Linked DNA regions of Mus musculus: region 2 is linked to region 1. A link is a contact called in public promoter capture Hi-C data. All regions are on one chromosome and are shown on one strand. The core of a region is the stretch at or near the end of the contact, and the rest is flanking DNA. Distances in the headings are between cores, read along the strand shown. Region 1 holds the start of A330040F15Rik (RIKEN cDNA A330040F15 gene). Region 2 holds the start of Olfr1495 (olfactory receptor 1495).

Region 1 (3,966 bases), core at 676-3,175:
AGAAGAAGAGGAGGAAGGGAAAGGAAAATTATTTTTAGAGTTAGCTTTAGTGTTTACATAATGATCAGAATTATGACACAGAAATTTGTGATTTATTTAACTATTTTTCTGTTTTGGAAATTTAGGACACCCCAAAATCTTACTGTTATTTTAAAAGAACAACATAAGAGGCATCTTTGTACATACTTCTCAGTCTTCATAGTTTTATTTTGTAAATAGTTTATTTTTCATTAATAATTAACACACAGAATTAGGTTTTATTGTGCCAGTTTCAGACAAAATTTATTTTGTTGAATCACCTCACCTTTCTCACCCCCCATACCCTCACCCCCTCCCCACTGTACCTTACACACATCCTCCATCTCCACATTCACCTCCCTGTGCCCTTCCTCTACTTCTGCAACACTTTCTTTCCCTCTTTGTGCACTCTTTTCTGATTCCAGAGCCTACAGTCAAGGAATTCACCCCAACTTACATACGACAGACAGACAGACAGACAGACAGACAGACAGACTTTATAGGCTAGGCTCCACATGTGAGAGATGTGCTGTCTGTCTAAATCTGGAGGGTTTTTTTTTCTAATTCCCATATTCATTCATTTTTCTGTAAGTTATGTGATTTCATTTTTCTTTACAGCTGAATAAATACCATTTATATATGTGCCACGTTTTCCTTATCCATTCATCTGTTGGCTCCATTTGGGCTGGTTCCATTTCTTTGCTATTTTGAATAGAAAACCAATAAATGTGGATGTGCAGGTATCTCTGTGGTAGAATACACACACACACACACACACACACTCACACACACACACATACACACACTCACACACTCAGAAGTATATCTGGATCATAGGGAAGTTCTGTTTTTTTAATTTTTAGAAATGTATACTAATTTATATAATGGCTGTACTAGGTTACATTACCTCAACAGCACTGCTGTCTCTTTTCTTTATCTTAGTAATTGTCACTAGGGGAAGATGGAATCCAAAACGTAGCTTCAATTTTCACTCAGCTGGTAACTAAGAATGCTGAACGCCTTTTTAATCTCTGGTGTCCATATGTGGTCCTACTTTTGCGAACGGTATCTTCCATTCATTGGCTGATTTATTGACTAGCTATTTTGAAGTTTAATTACTGCAGTTCTTTATATATTCTAGACGCCCAGCCCCTGTCTGAGGCATAGCTGGCAAAGACATTCTCCACTCTGCAGGCTGTTGGAGAATGTTGCAGAATGTTCACTCTGTCCTGTCCTCTGTGGACAAAGGGAGGAGCCTCTCTGCCAGGCATTCCGGAGCCCAGTCCTCCGGTTCTTCTCTCCACCACATCCAGATGCTCCAGCTCTGGAATCCCTGGCTCCAATCTCTCTTCCCAGTAATTTTCCAGCACTTTTCACACACTAGACTGTAACTAGACACTGAGGAACCCTACGGCTTCCCAAATCTTACATCCAGGAGTTGTCAGTGGGAAGGGGGGGTCCATAGAAGAGGGCCAGATTCAGCCAGGTTGAAGGGAGGGGGAGGTGTACGGCAGCCCCAAAGGTGCTTGAGGCAAAGCAAAGTCAGCTGAGGTGTGAGCAGTAAAAGGGCTCCAGCAGTATCTTGCTGAAGACCCCGCATTCCTTGGGAACTGCAAAGTCCTAGAATTCCTGCACTAAGGGCCAGTAGGGGCTGGGGGTGGCGATGGGGGCATAAAGGGGTCTCCTGCAGCTAGGCCGAAGCTGGGTTTGTATAATCAAGACAATTTAAACTACTTGCCAGGACAAATACTTGAAGGTGGTCTTGGAATCCTGTGAGGATCTAAGGAAGGGAAACACCTGCCCTCAACACCTATCACGTGAGGACATCAGTAAGCAAAGCTAGTCACTGGGTGAGTCAGTGGACAGACCAGGGATTTGGATGGCTCACCCGTGTCTTGGCGGAACTGGTTCATGGACTGCAGGTCGATGATGTAGGGGGCAATCTGTCTCTCCACCTAGCCCAACACCACGCTGGCCCCGCGCGTGGACCAGCGCAGCACCGCCTTGAAGTGGTGTTTCACAGCAGGGCTGTAGGGACACCAGCCGCCATGATCGGTCAGCCATTCCTACACCACTAGGGTCCAAGGCTGAGGTCTGGAGCATGAAGTGCCCTGAGATGCTCCCTTCCCCGTCCTTGCACACCCGGCCTCGGGCGCCACCGCCTCCCGGGAAGCCTCAGCTGTGGTTCATGGGGGAGTCTGCAGTCGCTTAGGCACCGGGACGCGGACCCGTAGCTGCCCGCCTCCAACTGTGCTCCACCGCCCCTGTCGCTGCCGCTGCTCCGAGGGGTCCAGCGGCTTCATGCAAAAAACCTGACCCTGCACATTCGCCGCCCGCCTTGCAAAGCCACCCAGGGCGCACGGCCCAAGCGCGACGCAGCACCCGCCTCGCACCAGTTGAGCCTCGCTGGAGTTGCATGGTCACGCCCTCCGTCCTCTCTCCGCTGGGAGCCAGGCAACGGCGGTGGCACAGCTCCCTCCCTGGGGCTCCGCTCAGAGGCTTCCAGGTGTCTCCCCTCCCCGGAAGAACGCCAAGGTGAGCTCACGCCCGCGGATACTTCCCGGGTCCCCGGGTGTCCAAAAGCTCGCTTGCCATCCCGGTCCCAGGGGCCAACGCGGGGACTGAGGTTTGCAGCCACTAACTTCCTGTCTGTTTTCAGCTCAGCGCTGGCTGTATCCGCGGCCAGAGCTCCTACACTTGAGTCTCACCAGGGCTTTTGCTCGCACTGACATACACACACTGACGAACACACGCACGCTCAGCCCCACGCCTTCTTCTTCTGGCCTGCTATTACCTCATCCAGGCCTGAATCCTGGAGGTGTGTCAGATATGCAGAAGCCACGCCCTCTGTCAGTTTGCACCAGCATCTTAGAGCTTTCATGCTCTCTGCTGGTCAAACGTCACAGTTGTGACCACTGAAAGTCAGTGCCAAGGGATGCATGCGTTTATGGTATAAACTTTATGCTGTCTATGTAGAAATCAGAGCAGGCTGAAATATTGTACTGCCTTTTGAAAGTCAATATGAAACAAAGAAATAGACTCTTATACTCTGTACCCATTGGATGTTGTATATGTACATACATAAAATGGGTTTAATTAGAACTACCCCCAGACACTAATGACTATCAAATAAAAAGCCTAGTGCCAGGTGTGGGGCCAGGTGTGGGTTACCTTTTAAAGCTGCCCCACACAACCCCTCAAAGCATTACAGGCTATTCCACGGCTCTTGGTTACTGTCCAGAACTTGATAAGGGGTTAATACAGACGTCCCATTTAGGGCTGAGAACTCTGTATTATTCTCAACACTTTGAACAAGTAAGTATGAGTCTCTGTGTTGAATAATACCCATATTTTAAAGAAAGCTTCTGCCTAGGCCTATGGACATAAACATAAATATTGAGAAGGAATTTTGACACAAGACTGTTTAGGAATTAGCAGTGGCATCTTCTACTCTAGGATCTAGGAGCTCCCCAGCCATTGATTTGGAGCCAGTCTTCTAGTGTGGTTGTGCCGTTTCTCCCTTTGACCAAGCAATGTACTCAACATCTAGTCTCCTCATATCCATCACCATCACCATCGTCGTCGTCGTTGTCGTCCTCATCAGCATCATTGTGAGGAGGCACAAACTATAGTGTGTATGTGGAGAGGGAAGGACAACTTTGTAGAGTCAGTTCTTTTTTATCATTATGTGGGTCCTGGGCATTGAACTTGGGTTATTTGGTGTGTGGTAAGCTCTTTTAGCCACTGGGCCATTTTGTGAATCCTATTATCAGTATACTTTTTTTAGCGTTTCTATTAGGGGTGTCATGATATTTCTTGAGCTTTTAATGTGTGTGAACATGCCGTGTGTTAATAATAGTGATGCTTATTTAGTGTTTCCCTATGTGACTTCTTGATTTCTGCATCTTCTTTGTGAAATGTTTGTTCATGTGTTTGGCTACTTTTAAA
Region 2 (3,970 bases), core at 379-2,878, 1.2 Mb before region 1:
TTGGGATGCATTGCATTAAAGATAAATAGATAAGTAAATAAAACCATTACCAGGAAAAATATACAAAATGGAGGAAACAACAGAAATAAAAAATTTTAATGTCCTAATTCACTTTTATATAGTTACTTAGCATGTACACTTAAAACTAATTTCTTCTGATTTTTGGAGAGTTGGTTTAGTGGTTAATAGCACTTGCTACTCTTGCAGAAATTCATGTCTTATTCTGAGATTATAAAAAGAAAGAAAATGAAAAATGGTGGAAAGAAAGAAATGCATTTATTGAAATGGAAAAATGAAGACAATTGATGAATTATCTAAACTATGCTTCTGCATGCCAAGGTGTCTAAGAGACAATAATATATAGAGAATAATATATAGCTTTATGAATTTTCCTTACTGAAAAATACCTCCTCAGCAGGCAGTATTTACAAAGACATCGATGTATCATCAAGAAATGTATTACTTGTGTCTGATGCAATTGCTATAGGTGAACATAGAAAATTTAAACTTAAATTATATTCACAGCACTTTGAAAAATTAGGGCAGATGAACACATGGTGGACATAGAAAAAATAACCAAGAGCCAAACTTAAAAGGAAAATAAGTTTTCTTAATTGTTTTTCATTTAGAGCTGATTGTCATAGATACTCTACTCCACACCCAAAATATCAACTAGTGTCAGAAGCTGGTACATGGAAGAAAGAGTTCCTCAAAGCATCTTTGATATCTTTATTCCTGAGGGTGTAAATCAGAGGGTTTAGTAATGGAGTACCAAAGATATAAACCAGGGCAATTTGGCGATCCTCATCCTCTGAGGTGCTGGAGCGGGGTCTCAGGTACACTAGGCTACAACAGCCATATTGTAGCAAAACCACAGTGAGATGGGAGGAACAGGTGGAGAATGCCCTCTGGCGTCCCTCTGCAGAATGCATGCGTAGAATGGTAGAAGCAATGAACACATAAGAGATGAAAATGAGCAGGAATGGGACTGTCAGAACTAGGATACTAACTACATAGAGGACTGCCTGGTTCACATGGATGTCAGCACAGGCCAGGCGCATAATAGGAGCCACATCACAGAGGAAGTGGTTGATTTCAAGGCGGTGTCTACAGAACGGCAATGTGAAAGTAAAGGCAGTAAGCTCCAAGGAGAGAAGAAGTGCCAAGCTCAAAGAGCCTATTACCATCTGGACACACAGTTTCTGGGTCATGATGAGGTTGTAGTGTAGTGGGTGACAGATGGCCACATATCTGTCATAAGCCATGACCGTCAAGAGAAAACAATCCGTGCAGCCAAAGACAGAGAAAAAGAACATTTGTGTCCCACAACCAGCCAGTGATATGGGTTTTTGGTCTCCAAAGATGTTGGAAAGAATCAAGGGCACCACATCTGTGATGTAGCAGATTTCCACAAATGACAGACTGCCCAGGAAGAAGTACATGGGAGTGTGCAGGGAGCTGTGGTTGCACACCACCCAGATAATGGTGGTATTGCCACAGAGGATCATCAAGTAGAGAAGGAAGAAGAGGGTGAAGAGGATTGCTTGAAATTCCGGAACATTGGTTAAGACACGGAACACGAACTCTGGTGGACCAGATTTGTTGAAGAAAGGGTTTCTATCCACCATGTCTTCTGAAAAAAAAAAAAAGCCAATGATTGATGGCTTATATGAAGGGTAGAGAGGCCAATTCTGAGTTTTGATTAGGGATTGCCTATTTAGTATTCTGTTTTCAAGTACAATGGTGAAAATACATTCATAATAAAAGCCTCGCATGGTTTTCTCTGGACGCCTTCATTAATTGGGCAGTGGCCTAGAAATTCTCATTGCAAGCTATGACAATCAGTTTTCCTTTTGATACAACCTATCATGTGGTCATTTAAATTCCATTGACATGAGCTAATACTTTGCTTGTATTTTATTGTATTTAATTAAATAGGTATAACTGTAGATATTTGAAAATTAAGTCAGTGAAAACTCTGGCCAACTTTTTGGCTAAGCGTTGCTATTAGAATACAACATATACACGGAAAATTTCTAAAAAATCCAAGTAAGTAATTTTTGAGATGGACAATGAATATTCCAGTATAAAAATTGTCAACATTAAGAAATGAAACGATTTCAATAACTTAAAAATATCCTTTATATTTTCCTGTCTTTATTTTTCATGAGTAACTACTCTTGACCTTTATCAAATTAGCTTAACTGTGCTTCAATTTATGAATGCAATTATAAGGCATGTAATTTATTGTTCCTGTCTAAATGGAATTGAAACAAATCCAAAACAAAGGTTCTGAGTTGCTGAATGACTAATCAGAATGTGTGACTCACAGTAGAGAAGTTGTAATTAAAAATAATATGCTTTGCACCAATAATAGTTCTTGCAGGTGCCTGTTGAGCTATTAGGGCAAAATGTAATTAAGTCTTCCCTGCTGTGGACCCTATGAGCTACAATAATAACCAGTGGTCTGGCATGATCTGCTTACTAGTGCAATAGTGACCCTAATGCTATAGGAGTAACCAGCCACATTATACTTGGATTTAAGATGTACTCAACTGGAGGAGAATGTGGTGTCTGGTAGAAATAAATTATTTAAAAACTCCCTGGATGGATTCCATTAAGTGACCCAAAATTTCATGGCTTGATAGGTTTAAGACATTCAACTTTTCAAATTTTTGTTATCTAGTAATGCATACAAACTCACAGACTACATCTATTACTTCCAATATTTTATAGTTTTCTCCGTATCTATTCTCAGAGACCACATTAACCCTTTGTATATGATGATTTCTGCGTGTTCAGTTAACTTCATTTGAAAGAGAATGTGTGAAATACTCAGCTCTGGACTTTACTAGTTTAACTACCATTTACACTAGTGGTACATGTAAAGTCAAGAATGTCCAGTGTTTTGACTCTCATATGCAATCTCAAATAAATTTTATTTAAGATACACTGAATTAGGTTGTAAAATTTCAGGACCTTTAAATTTCCTTTAAAGCCAGACAATATTCAATGGCTTCTTCCATATATTATAAAATAATCACTTAAAACTCACATAGATTGTGGCTTTTCTTTGCCTAATGGCTATCTATTTATATATGCTTATCATATCCAACATGCAACACTAAAGAACTTGAGATGAATTTAGCTAATCAATAGATAGTAGACAGCATAACAATTAAACTATTAATGTCCTCTTGAACTGGCATGATGGATTAATGATGAGAAAGTCATTGATTTTATAACTACTCCTTTGTTGCAGATTGATAATACCAATCCAGAAACACTGTATATAAAAAACACTGTATATAAGTGTTCTTCTAAACATGAGAGAATCAGGAAACCACAGAATTCTCTAAGTATTCTCTAAGTAAGGTCTTATGTGTACTCACTTACCAAAATACACATAAAATTGAATGCCTAAGGAGTATAAGAAACATGTAATCCTACCTGTCTTCTACAACTGAGGTATCTAGAGATTAAGTTTATTGCAAATGGATATGATTGCTATTAGAATGTCCAATAGCACAATTTACATGTTAGATTAGTTTAGAGCTGAGCTCCTGGACACCCCTGAAGTATATTATCTCCTCATTTACCCTAGAAAATTTAAAACATAATTAAGAAAGTGTACAGTACAAGTAAAAAAAAAAAAAAAAACAGACCTTCAGTATGATCCTGATAGTTCAGCCAAAACAAACACTTAAGCTCAGGGCACAATTGATAGGACACTAATTAAAAACACAGGTTGCTGAGGTAGATGAAACTGACAGAAAATAGTAATATGATGTCTGTCAAATGAAAGAGGAATCTTTTAAGAGCAAAGAGAGAAACTTTATTATCCTTGTCAGGGAACAATATAATTGCACATTGTTCAAAGGCAGACTCTTAACAACTCCAAAATGGTCACATGAGAAAATTTGCCTGCTGTTTGTAAGGAACCAAGTGATAACAACTGACAAGAGAACTG

What was found. Promoter capture Hi-C pulls out the DNA fragments that hold promoters and counts their contacts.
Region 2: a contact with region 1 is called in a promoter capture Hi-C map of embryonic stem cells, with 6 times the contacts expected there. A contact is called at or near these places in 4 of 39 promoter capture datasets (the C10 cell line, embryonic stem cells and hippocampal neurons) and 1 of 9 other capture datasets (embryonic stem cells).

The regions. Positions count from the first base shown.
Region 1 is chr19:12,594,525-12,598,490 of GRCm38.p6, reverse strand. A330040F15Rik (RIKEN cDNA A330040F15 gene) reads left to right here and starts at 1,925. Exons shown (of 2, transcript NR_015503.1): 1 at 1,925-2,553.
Region 2 is chr19:13,766,002-13,769,971 of GRCm38.p6, reverse strand. It overlaps Olfr1495 (olfactory receptor 1495), which reads right to left and starts at 1,628. Exons shown (of 1, transcript NM_146344.1): 1 at 669-1,628. The coding sequence starts at 1,628. The coding sequence ends at 669.